3 separate regions of the Mus musculus genome follow, and regions 1 and 3 are each linked to region 2. A link is a contact called in public promoter capture Hi-C data. All regions are on one chromosome and are shown on one strand. Each heading gives the region's core, a stretch centred on a gene start, on an enhancer-like site or on the middle of the called end of the contact. The rest is flanking DNA. Distances are from core to core; before and after follow the strand shown.

Region 1 (3,767 bases), core at 1,140-3,639, 1.6 Mb before region 2:
GCAGAGGAAATACAAGAACCATGACATTTCTTGTATCAGTCTGGGTTCTCTAGAGTCACACAACTTATGGAATGTCTCTATAAATTAAGGTGATTTACTGTAATTACTTACAGTCTGTATTCTAACTAACCCAATAGTGGGCAGCTGTGAATGAGAAGTTCAAGAATCTAGTAGTTCTCTCAGTCCCACGAGGCTCGTTGTTTCAGCTGGTCTTCTGCCTAAGCTGGAATCCTGAAGTAGTAGGTTCCAACAGATGTGCTGGCAAGTAAGTGCAAGCAAGCAAAGAAGAGTGAATCGCTCTTCTTCCAACGTCCTTATGAAGGCCTCTAGCAGAAGGTGTGTCCCAGATTAAAGGTGTGTGCCACCAGGTCTGGATCTGGAACTTGCTTTGTTGCAGGCTGACCTTACACTGAGATCTGCTTGCCTCCATCTCCTGGGATTAAATGCATGTAACTACCTTACCTGGGTTTAAGCTTTTCCTGGTCACTATTCCTCAAGATCTCCATGTCAAGATCCAGGTTAGAAACCTGTGTTCCAACCTCAAGATCTGGATCACAGGTGTGCCCTGCATTTCTGGATTGTAGTTCATTCCAGATTCGGTCAGGTTGACAAGCAGGGCTAGCTATTACACAGAGGAAATACAACAAGGTTCATGACAGTTTTGGAGCCAGGAATCCCTAGGGGCTCAGTATTGATTGCAGAGACTAGCCAAATAATGAAGATGTGTGGGAGGCCAGGGACCAAACACCACAATAGCACGCCATTGGTAAGTTTATTACAGGGAAATGACACACTCCATCCACTTTTGCAAGAAAGGTCATTCTCTCGGAAGAGCCAAGGCTTGGCAAAGATGAAACTGAGGATCAGTTAGGAGACTATTTGCAGTCTCTAAGTTTATTGTTTAAGAGTTTGGGATGAAAAGACTTGGGGGATGTGTGGTGTGGGGACAAAAAGCATTGATGACAAGGTTTCAAGCTAAGGGCAGTGGGTCTGTGTGATTTACCCCAGGTTTCATGTTGAACAGATGAACAGAAGAAATCTAACATAAGAAATTCAGGAAGGAAGAAAAAAATTGTTTCCCCCCCCCCCGTTGTTGAAAAATGGGTGAAAAATTAAATTCGTTAATTAAGGCAGTGGTTCTCAACCTGTGTGGGTCATGACTTTTTTTGGCAAACCTCTATCTCCAAAAATATTTACATTACAATTCATAAGAGTAGAAAATTTATAGCTACAAAGTAGCAACAAAAAATAATTTTACGGCTGGGGATCACCATGACAGGAGGAACCATATTAAAGGGTCACAGCATTTCAATTCACTGAGGTCCAGCTATCATTCTCTATCCAGTGGCCCAGGTAGTTTCCACTCCGTCAGTAATGATAAGGACCTACAAATAAGGTTAGGGACTTTGACACACACTTTCCTTAAGGGAAATTTAAATTCCATTGTCTTATTTTCGTTCCTTTTGGCTTTAAATTACAATTTCAAGGTCGTCTCCTCCCCACATTTAACCTCAGAGGGCCTCAATTTAATCCAACACTGTTGTGTGTGGTAGTGGTACTACAAAGATAATTATGCTGTCTTCCCAATCCAGACAACATCTGGCCAGACAAGCGTGCTGGGTAGAGTTTATGAGAAGTAGGAGTACAGGGGACACTGAGGAAAAGGGACCTCACCCCATGAGCTGCCTTATAAACTCCGGGGCAGGGGCTGGCGCGCCATGTCATCCTTTCTAGGCTTAACGCTGAGATGGCACTCCCAAGCGGCTGACATGAAAGCAGCCTCATAAAAGGGTCCGCGTCATTGGGGTGATGAACCAGTTGGTGCTTAGAGATCCGTGGAGGATGAAAGGAGCAGGGTGAAGACGCCCTGCGTTCCCCTCGCTTGGTTGGGCAGGGCTTCCAGGAACTGATGAAGCTGGGGATTGGGCTCAAAGTAGCTCTTCATGCCTTTCCAGGGAGGAAGCTGTGGACACACTGCAAAGTCAGGAAGGTAGTCTTGGGGGGGGCTTTTCTTCCTCAAGTGTCTTGGGGACCCCGTCTCCACCCACCAGGGACTCCCAAGCGTTACCGGAGGCTCTCTAGGATTGCTAGTTGTTATGGCAACCGGGCTGTAGGGATACTGAGGCAAGCTTAGGCCCAGAGAGGCAACCTCCTTCTGTACCCTCCTCCTATTCACGGGTAAAGTGGCGCCCCCTACGCACAGGAACCGTCCCTGGGCCCCCGCCCCAGCGCGGAGACCACCGTGGACCTCCAGGGATGGAAGGCCGCTCTGGCCCCAAGCGGAGCCTCTCGTTGGTAGACGGGCTCGAGGGAGTCCCTCTGGGCGCGGCGCCGCCGAGCGGCTCGATGCTCCGACCGGAAGTGCTCTACACCGTCTGCCTCCCACCCGGCTCTCTGGTCCCGGCGGTAAGATGGCGGCTACCGCGGAGTGCGATGTGGTAATGGCGGCGACCGAGCCTGAACTGCTGGAGGACGAAGACGCCAAGAGGTAACCAACCGGGTGGTAGAGTCATGGAGGAGACGAGCTTGCAGCTCGTGGCTTGGGGCAGGTGGACCCGCCAGCGAGGCAGCCCCCAGATGCAGAGACGATGGCTCTCCTGCAGACACCCCCCGCCCCCATCTGAGCTGGAGTCGACCGAGATCCCTCTGAAGGGGTACACTTAGGGGGTCTGCTGTCCCCTTCTGCTTCCGCCTAGCAGGGAGCTTGAGGCATGGTCTTGTTCTGCCGCGGGGAGGAAGGTGGACTTCATCGTGGAGGCCGGGTTCCCGGGCGGGGGCGGGGGGAAGGGTAGGAACCCCAGAGGTCGGCTGCAGAGTGGGGGAGGCGTCGCGGCGACAATGACGACTTCCTTAACAGAGCCCCGACCTCCGCCCGCTCTGGTTAACTTGTGTGCATTGTTGCCCGTCCTGACTGGTCGTCTCCGAAGCCCGCATTCTCCTCCTCACTTCCCTTTCCTCACTAATGACCCTTAGTGGTCTCTAGTGTGAGGCTGAGAGAATTGGATGCTCACTGTATGGACCTGGTCGCCCCCCACTCCCCGATAGCCGTAGAAGTTAAGAATGGATAGACAGAAGGGCGAATGAGGAGCTTGTCTCTTGCAGTACGGGGGCAGACGCTTCTTCGCCATTCCTCCCAAGAGCATTCTTAAGCTCAAGGAGAACAGCTGTTTAAATGCAGTTGGCACTGCTGGGCAGCTGCAGTGGCTCGGGATTGCTAGTCTGGCCTAGCCTAGGGAGGTGCTGAGTGAGTGGTTTTTCTCGAACACTTGGTGAATTCCGACACCAGCTTAAGAACGGGTTTTCAAAGCGGGGTGGGGTGGGGTGGGGTGGGGGGGTTAGAGTACGCTTGGGAGCGGGCGGGACTTGTTCTGATACCAAAGGTGAACTGATTCTTTTATCAGTAGCATGATTAATTTGATCCTTTTCTTAGGATGGACTACAGTCCCCTTACTCTCCTTCCCTTGTGGTTCATGTTCATACCAAGCCTGTAGGGAATGTCTTCAGGCTGAATAATTTGAACAGAGTCAGTTCAGGAGGTCTAGAAATCAGGATTCTGAGGGGTTTACTGTCCAAGTTAGACTTATAAGCGGTACTCGGAGAGATACGGGGAATATTGTAGTCATCAGGTGTATGGTAGTACCTGACTTGAAAGCTGAGATGCTAGACAAAGTGTAGTTGATCAAGAGCTATCAAGTTTAGCCTTGCCTCCTCCTCCTCCTGTTTGAGTTTCCATGTCATTACAGTGTCTGGAGTTAAGCATCATCCGC
Region 2 (4,014 bases), core at 655-3,154:
TGGTGGTTCAGAGAGCCTGGCTGTCAGAGGAGGGACAATAACCAGAGTCAGGGAGACAGTGAAAGGCAGAACACGCAGAAGGAGTCACTGTCAGGACATCAAAAGAGCGAGAGCGTCTGAGATGGAAGTGGAAGGACTGCAGAAAACCAAACGAAGTCAGAGCAAGAGAAGGAAACTAGTCAGGCTCAAGGAGACCGAGAAAAAGAGAAGTCGGGGCTGTTTGGTGAAACTGGAAGTTGAGAGATACGGCAGGAAATAGCAGACGGACAAGAGAAAGGTTCCAAGAAGAAACGGAGAAAGGTCCACCGACAAGTGGACAAAGGAGAAGGAATAAATGCAAGATCTGTCTGTCTAGCCCTCCTCTCTTCTCAGTCCCATATACCCAAGGGGTCTGCAACTCGGGACCAGCAACCAGCATTTCCCTCCAACCCCCTCAGATGGCACCTGCCAGAAGGAAGGAGCAAGAAACCTGGATGTGCCAACCTGGCAGAAAGAGCCCTGCCTTCTCTTCCTTTGCTTTCTGAGCCTTTGGGGGAAGTCCAAGTCGCATGTTCTTTACCCCAGAGGTTCTTCTGAATTGTATGTCCCACTTCACCCCAGGGTGATGAGTGAAAGGCCCAGCCCCTGGCTCCTCACACCTCTCACCTGAGACTGGGTGTGTGGATCAGGCTCTGGATCAGGAACAGAAAGGAACCGTCCCAACACACACACACACACACACACACACACACACACACACACTGCCTCCCGCTCGAATACACATACCATCCTTATCACACAAACGTGCACAAGCACACCATCCTTATCACCCCCACAGACACTTGCACACACGTATGCACATGCGCATGTACACACACACCATCCTTATCACCCCCCACAGACACATGCACACACGTATGCACATGTGCATGTACACACACACACACACACACACACACACACACACGCACGCACACCTTATCATCGCAGTCATCTAACTCTAGATGACAAATGTAACTGAATCAGGTCATTTAACTTACCTCAGGAGCCAGGCTTACCACTGAGGCCAAGGCCCCTCTTCCCAAAGAAGTACTTAGGAGGTTTGAGATGAAGAGGTGGGGTAGGTTTCCCTCGACCAGTGGCAACTGGTGCTGGGATTAAATGCCAGCATTCTTGGCTGTTTCTAAGCTCTGCCACGTACCTCCCTTCTCCTCAACTCACAGGGGGCATTGACGGGCCTTCCAGGCCAGCCAGAATGGGAACTAAGTTGCAGGGAGGAGGGTGTTTGGGAAATGTGGCCGAGGGAAGGTAGGTGTACCTTACCAGAGGTCTGCAGGCTTTCCTGGATGGCTTCGATTTCCGACAGCTCCGTGCACACGCCTTGCCCGTGCATCAATGTACGCAGGGGCTTCTCCACCCCCCGGGGAGGGTAGCAGCGCATGCCTGAGCCACAGCGTGGGGTGTACACCCCGCAGGGCATCCCCAAGCCCAGGGCGCAAGTGGCGCAACAACCGCAGCCTGGCTCCCGCACCAACTCCTCGCAACCCACGGGGGGGCGGCAGCGCGCCAGCTTCTCCTCGGAGCAAGGGGGGCAGTGGATGGCTTCGTCGCCCAGGCTCGGCCGAGGCCCTGCGGCCAGCAGCAGGGCGGCCACGAGGCCGAAGGGCAGCATGGCGAGGACGAGGGTGGGGCGCAGGAGGGGAGCGCGGGCTCGCGAGCGGGCTGCAAGGGACCCGGAGGCAGCGCCCAGAGAGCTTAGAGAACCAGACCCGGAGGGCGCAGGGACACGGGGCGACCCCGGCAGGCAGAGACGGAGCCGGGGAAGTTAGCAAGCACGCTGGAGCAGAGCGAGCCTGGCCACCGAGGCGCTGCGCTGCATCCTCGGCCGGCCCAGCAGGCGGCGGGGGGCAGGGGGCTGAGCGGCTGCCCGGGACCGGCTCCCGGGACTTTATACCGGCCCCCTGGCCACACCCCCAGCGCCGTCCCCGAGGTGGGAGAGCAGGGGAGGGCGAGGGGGAACTGGAGCAATGGAGCGGGAGAAGAGGCCGTTAGGGGGGAGGGGGCGCTGGCCTGAGTCGCCGCCACCGCTACAACATCTGAAAGTCCTTTGCCCCGCCGAAGAAAGCGACGCAGTTTGGAAGCGGTGGCCTGCGCGCGGAGAGCCTCTGAGCTGGACCCTGAAGAGGAAGCAGGGCGAGGGGAAACGAAGGGGATGTTGCTTTGCCCCCCTCCCTCGACCTCGAAGGAGTCCTTCCCAGACACCTAGGAGATCCTCCTGCTGCCACAGAAAACCTGACCTCATAGCGGATTCAAGATTCTCTTGTTCAGTTCCCATCCCTGGCCAGAGTCCTCCGGTCACCCCCACCCACCCCCCGGGTATGTCCAGTCAACCTCTAGAGACCGCGCTAAAGTGGGACAAGGCGACTAAGCACTCTGTAAAGGGTCCAGGAGAGTTCTGGCCTCAAGGTGCTAATAGGCAGTCTTCTCACTTGCCCCTGAACCCCTGTCGCTTGACCCCCGCCCCTGGTTCCATTTGGGCCTTGCTGCACTCTGCTTCCAGAACTCCAGAACAAAGTGCCAAGCCTCTTCCTCCTTCCTAGATGTTGTTCCCTCTACCGCCCTGCTTAGATTCTGGAAGGAGACTGCCATTGGCTTTGTACAAGATGTGAGTCGAACAACTCCAGGGGGCTCCACTTCATGTACTCATTGTGTGTTTGCATAGTTACTGCAACAGTTTCCCAGTAGATGGCAGTCAAAGATTTCCAGAAAGAGAAGCGGCCTTTTAATTTTCCCGACGCCACTTTGCCCCTGGGTGATAAAGGGATTATTGATAAATATATCCCTTCCCCTCGCAGCAATTCTGTTGGAAACGGGAATTGATCTAGAGTCGCGTTTGGAGGAGAGACCCACCTCCTACCACCTTCTTTTTCATTTCTCCCTACGCCTCCTCATCCTCCCCAACCAAGGAGTTCGCTTCTTGTGTCTGTCCAGGCACAGTCGGAGGACCGAAGGATTTTGCGGGTGGATGGGGTCCGGAAGGGTTGGGCTAAACATCCAAGGAGCAACCAACCTAAAGATTTCCTAGACCTCTTCCGGTTCTTTGTCCCAGAGTCGGGGTCTTTCAGCCTCGGAGGAATTAGGCCACCTCCCACTTTCTGCACCGCAGACTGTTGGCGCGGTTGGAGGGAGAAAGGCACCAAGACCCGGACCTGGAAGACTGATCAAAAAGTTGCGAACTGACGGCACCTACTGGCAACCTCTAAGACTGCAGGAGGGTTGAAGTGATAGGATTCCTTCCCTCAGTCCCATCGCAAGGATAAAGTTGGGTCTCTCCTGTCTCATCTGCCATAGAGAAAAGTGAACAGAACGGGTTCTTGAAGCTCCTGGGGGAAGACAGCGGGTTTTTTGTTTTTGCTTCTGTTTTGTTTTGTTTTTGATTCGGAAGCCAGTCCCTGCCCCCATCCTCGTCCTTAAACCCAGTCAGCCTTATACTTAATGCACCAAGTTGAAGTTGGTGTCTAGCTAAAAGGAAGCCTATGCCACTTCTTGGAGCTCCTGTGGGAACAAGAAGGACCAATAAGGACAGTTCTGAGGCCCAGCACTCAACTTGCCGGCCAGACAGCAAACCCAAGATGAATAGACGCGCGTGCTGATGAAAGTGGGTGTTCTGTAAAGGTCTCTAGATGAGACAGAGGCCCCCATCCTGCAACCCCAACACCTCCTCTGCCCCCAAACCTTCCTCTGGTGTCTCCCCACCCCCACCCCATTCCCGGGAAGTCAGGGCTCAAGCATGACTCTCCACATAAGGTACATTCACTAAGCACTTATTATCCCAGGACTTTTGCCTCAAGAAGAGAGAAGACAAGTGTGTAATGAAAATAAGTTTTCTAAGACATGGGCAGGCGCTCTAGGAGATATTTATATGGGACACATGGGGACCCAGAGGCACTCGAAGCCAGTTCTACCTCTGGGGCATGAGAAATATTCACTGCTGATGTGACCTGAAGCCAAGTTTCCTGTGCTCAAGAATAAAAT
Region 3 (4,116 bases), core at 117-2,616, 1.3 Mb before region 2:
TGGAGGGAGATCTTATGTCTAGTGATGGCGAGAAGAGGCCAGGCAATCGACAAACTGCCTCACTGTGGGCTGTTTCTCTGTCGCTGAGTGTCAGGATCAAAGGCTTGCTCCACTGTGCTCAGTTGGTCTTTTTGTTTTTCTCGTGACAGGGCTTCTCTGTGTAGCCCTGGCTGTTCTGGAACTCACTTTGTAGACCAGGCTGGCGTCGAACTCAGAAATCTGCCTGCCTCTGCCTCCCGAGTGCTGGGATTAAAGGCATGCGCCATCACTGGCTGGCTGATTGCTATTTTATTTTATTTTATTATTTTAAATTGAGGAATGCACAGAAATTTGTGAGAATAAAAAGCAGCTGTCTTTAATTTGAACTGTGTGAGGTAGCCACCTTGAACCTTCCTCCCTCCCTCCCCTCCTATCCTTTGCTCTTGACCTTCCACCTCCATGTGAGCTCTGTATACAGAGGTGAGCTGCTTTTATTCCTGCACAATACAGGGATTAGAGCCCAGGGAGGGCTTCCGGGCATGCCATACAAGCACTTCACTCAGAAGCCGCTCATCCGCGAAGCCCTCCTGTGCCCTCAACATGGCAAGTTTTTATTTTTCCAAACATGTATTTATTTCGGGGGGTGTTGCCGCATACAGGCTGAAATCAAAGAGCAACTTGTAAGAGTCAGTTCTGTCCTTCTGCCATGTGGATAAAATTCAAGCCATTTGGTTATGGTGCAGGCAGGCACCTTTACCTGCTAAACCATCCTAGCAGCCCCAACCAAGGCATTTTTTTTTAAAGATTTTATTTACTTATTTTATATATATGACAAGTACACTGTAGCTATCTTCAGACACCCCAGAAGAGGGCAGCAGATCTCATTACAGATGGTTGTGAGCCACCATGTGGTTGCTGGGAATTGAACTCAGAACCTCTGGAAGAGCAGTCAATGCTCTTAACCGCTGAGCCATCTCTCCAGCCCGCCCCTCCCCCCAACTAAGGCATTTGCTTGAAGCCTTCTTGCAAAGCTTTTGCTTGCTGCAGCCTGCGTTGTCCAGGGACTAAGGGTTCAGGTCCCTCCTGTCCAGCCCTACGCCTGTAACATCCTACTCTAACTGGCTGGCATCCAACTGCTGTTAATGGGACTGCCTAAGCCCAATGGTGCTGGCTAGGGGCTTGTAACAGCTGGAGTAATTTTCCACTCCCAGGAGTCCTGGTTTGGGCTCATCTGCCGGCCTGGGATGCTGTCCTCATCAGGGATGCAGCTGGAGCCCTCTGTTAGGGGAACCCATTAGGTTTCCTAGGTCAGGCCACTTCCCTCTGCTACATAGCCCCCTCCATTTTCCCACCCGGCTCTGTTTGCTTTGGGAAGCAGCCCAGAAGAGAACAAACAGCAGCTGGGTCATGGCCTGAGCCTCTCCCACTCCAGACCTCTTCTCAGCCATGGTCTGGCCTGGGCTGCCCTCCAGGCTGGAAGTGAGAATGTTCCTTTGAAACATCCCTTGTCTTCTCTGGTCATCAGCATCGGCCATGCGCGAGTAGCTTGTGCTGCCTCTCTTACCAGTGTGGGCCATTCTGGTGATAGAAATCATGGTGTCTGCCCAGGAACCTCTCACCATGATAGAATGGGGTGCTGGGGTTGGGGGGACAGTGAGGGGTTCCCTCGTGGAATCAGCAGTCTCTAGAAGTTTCTATGTCTGACTGTGCGAGCCATGACAGTGTGTGTTTCTTTCTGTCCTTGGGACTGTTGGCAGTATCTCAGCTGGATCCAGAGGCATTGAGAAGGGAAGCTTAGGGCTGGTATCCTCTCTAAGCCCTTACTCTGAGGTGGGGACTGTTCTGTTGGGGTTGGCTACTGCTTGGGTGGCAGCTATGTTCAGGTTACATACAGTCTGAGGAAAAGGGGTCCCATGACTACATAAATGGTTTGACTTGCCCAAAGGCCCACAGCCAGTTAGGTGTTGGTTCTGATGGGGACCCTTTGTAAAGATGTTTATCCCTCTGCTCTCCTGCTTTGATGTAAGCCTGTGTGTGGGTCTGGGTGTGCCTAGGGTGCCAACCTCTAGCCCGAAGGACCTCCAGGGGAAGCCCAGCTTTGCCTGCCATGTGTGGCCCCGTGCTTTGTTTCTGCATCCAGGTCCAGCCCAGCCTCTCAGGCAGCCCTCTCCTGAGCCTGTTTCTAGGTGTTTTACTGTCACTTAGCAGCCCAGCGTGGCTGTGCCTGTTGCTTGACTGTCCCTGCAGGTGCTGGCTAGGTCGGAGGCTGCTGTCACTCTTGGAGGGGTTATTTTTAAAGTCAGGACTGGGCGTCATTCTGCTGGACAGCTTGGACGGAGGGTGCGTGGTGCCAGCACCCCAGCTGGCTGTATGGAAGAACAGGCATGGAGGGCAGGGCTCTGACCACCCCCCCTCCCCAGTCTGGAGCCAGTGGGGGAAGGGACCTTTGCATACCCTTCAAGGGCCTGTGTCTTCTCTCTTCCTGTCCTCCTCCTACTCCACCCTGTGATCTCTAAACTGGCTTCTTCCTCCCTGCCACCAACAATGGAGCAGAGTCCCACTGCTAAACAAAGGTCCCCCTTTCAACTCGGAAACCCGCCCTGTCCCTGTCTCTGTCTCTACCCATCTCTGGCCCAGTGCCTGGGCAGGGCCCCCCACCCCCCACCGTCTCCCTCACTTCCACCCTGGTTCTGTCCAGGGCGCATTGCAGAAGGTCTGACCTGTGTTTCCAGGGTGAAGAATGCTGAGACCTAACTGGGTGCGGCCTCTCCGCCCCGAGAATGGCCAAACCTATACTTTTGCTTGTTGTGGAAGAATGTCCCAGGCTCTCTGAGTTGGTAGGGAGAATGGTGAAACTGATTGACCATCCTCTCTGATGGCTGACTACCAGCCTTCCCCTTACAAGAGTAGCTAGTTGTCTCTGTGAAGATTTCTGGTGTGTCCACTCTCTGAGCTGCTTTCAACTCTACCTTGCCCACCCTTAGCCTAACCTTCACTGACACAGGAACCTTCGCATCTTATTAGAATCTGGCCATCAGTGCTTCTTCTGAGATCATGGGGCCAGCCTTTCTCAGATTAAAAAACACCCAATACTGGGCAGTGGTTGCGCACGCCTTTAATCCCAGCACTTGGGAAGCAGATTTCTGAGTTCGAGGCCAGCCTGGTCTAACAGAGTGAGTTCCAGGACAGCCAGGGCTACACAGAGAAACCCTGTCTTGAAAAAGCAAAACAAAACAAACAAAACAAAACACACCCAAAGGGGCTGGAGAGACACCTCAGCTGTTAAGAGCACCAGCAGCTCTTCCAAAGGTCCCGAGTTCAGTTCCCAGCACTCACATGGCAGCTCACAACCATCTGTAACTCCATTTTCAGAGGATCTGACACCCTCACACAGACATGCATGCAGGCAAAACACCAATGCGCATTAAAAATAAACAAATCCTTCAAAACAAAGCAAAAACACCCAGAGATTCCCAGCATATATGGTAGAGCTGAGACCCTAATCTGACCCTAATCTGACCAATGCATAGGTGGGGAGGACCGCCACCTGTGATCACCCTCATCCTTACCTTCCCCTTCCTCCCCTTGGTCAGAGGGCTCAGTTTCTCCCAGACTCTCAGAAGTGAACTAAACCCCAGTCTGCAAGTAAGACAGACTCAGCACTGAGCATGGTGCCACCGTTCCTGGAACTTGGAGCCTCTGTTTCCCCATCTATAAATTGGGAATCAGCAAAGGCCTACCGGCAGGGTTGGAAGTCACTGGCTATTAGAGAACAGGATGCTTGCCCTCTGATATCCTTTGACCTCTGCCTGGCCCTGGGCAACTTTCCAGCCTTTGCTTCCCTTGGCTCCAGGCCTGGCCATCTGGGCCCGAGGAACAGCCTGTGAGTGAACCCCTCTCTCCTGAGGCTACCCTTGACCGCAGTGTTCCCTTCTGATCTGCGGCTGCTCCTTGGTTTAAGATGAGCCTTCTCCCATCTCTCTGGGTCCAAATGGCTGGTTGCGTGGCTGTCTCAGTGGAAGGCAGCTTTGTGGTTGGACTGAGGAGTTCATGCCGACCGGGGCAGGTCTTCCTCACCTTCTTGGACCCTATGCTTTTGCCTCTATTGGGCACTGGAGGGTCAGCATCTATGGGTTT

What was found. Promoter capture Hi-C pulls out the DNA fragments that hold promoters and counts their contacts.
Region 1: a promoter capture Hi-C map of hippocampal neurons shows a contact between it and region 2, with 6 times the contacts expected there. The contact joins the promoter of Dnajc7 here to the promoter of Igfbp4 in region 2. A contact is called at or near these places in 3 of 39 promoter capture datasets (the C10 cell line, hippocampal neurons and liver) and 1 of 115 datasets of contacts at active chromatin or transcription factors (astrocytes).
Region 3: a contact with region 2 is called in a promoter capture Hi-C map of liver, with 12 times the contacts expected there. The contact joins the enhancer-like site here to the promoter of Igfbp4 in region 2. A contact is called at or near these places in 5 of 39 promoter capture datasets (the 3T3-L1 cell line, hippocampal neurons, liver and 1 more) and 1 of 115 datasets of contacts at active chromatin or transcription factors (embryonic forebrain).

What each region holds. Positions count from the first base shown.
Region 1 is chr11:100,618,249-100,622,015 of GRCm38.p6, reverse strand. Dnajc7 (DnaJ heat shock protein family (Hsp40) member C7) reads left to right here and starts at 2,389. Exons shown (of 14, transcript NM_019795.5): 1 at 2,389-2,488. The coding sequence starts at 2,412. It also overlaps a transcript of Nkiras2 not described here.
Region 2 is chr11:99,039,134-99,043,147 of GRCm38.p6, reverse strand. It overlaps Igfbp4 (insulin-like growth factor binding protein 4), which reads right to left and starts at 1,904. Exons shown (of 4, transcript NM_010517.4): 1 at 1,303-1,904. The coding sequence starts at 1,651.
Region 3 is chr11:100,388,486-100,392,601 of GRCm38.p6, reverse strand. The region is part of intron 1 of Jup (junction plakoglobin); the gene reads left to right. Among named protein-coding and RNA genes, the nearest start is that of Jup, 7.2 kb to the left of the region's middle. Within about 2 kb of position 1,366, at least 107 of the 459 cell types and tissues checked have an H3K27ac peak or open chromatin away from gene starts, as enhancers often do. A contact at or near this core is called in liver, where this site is marked.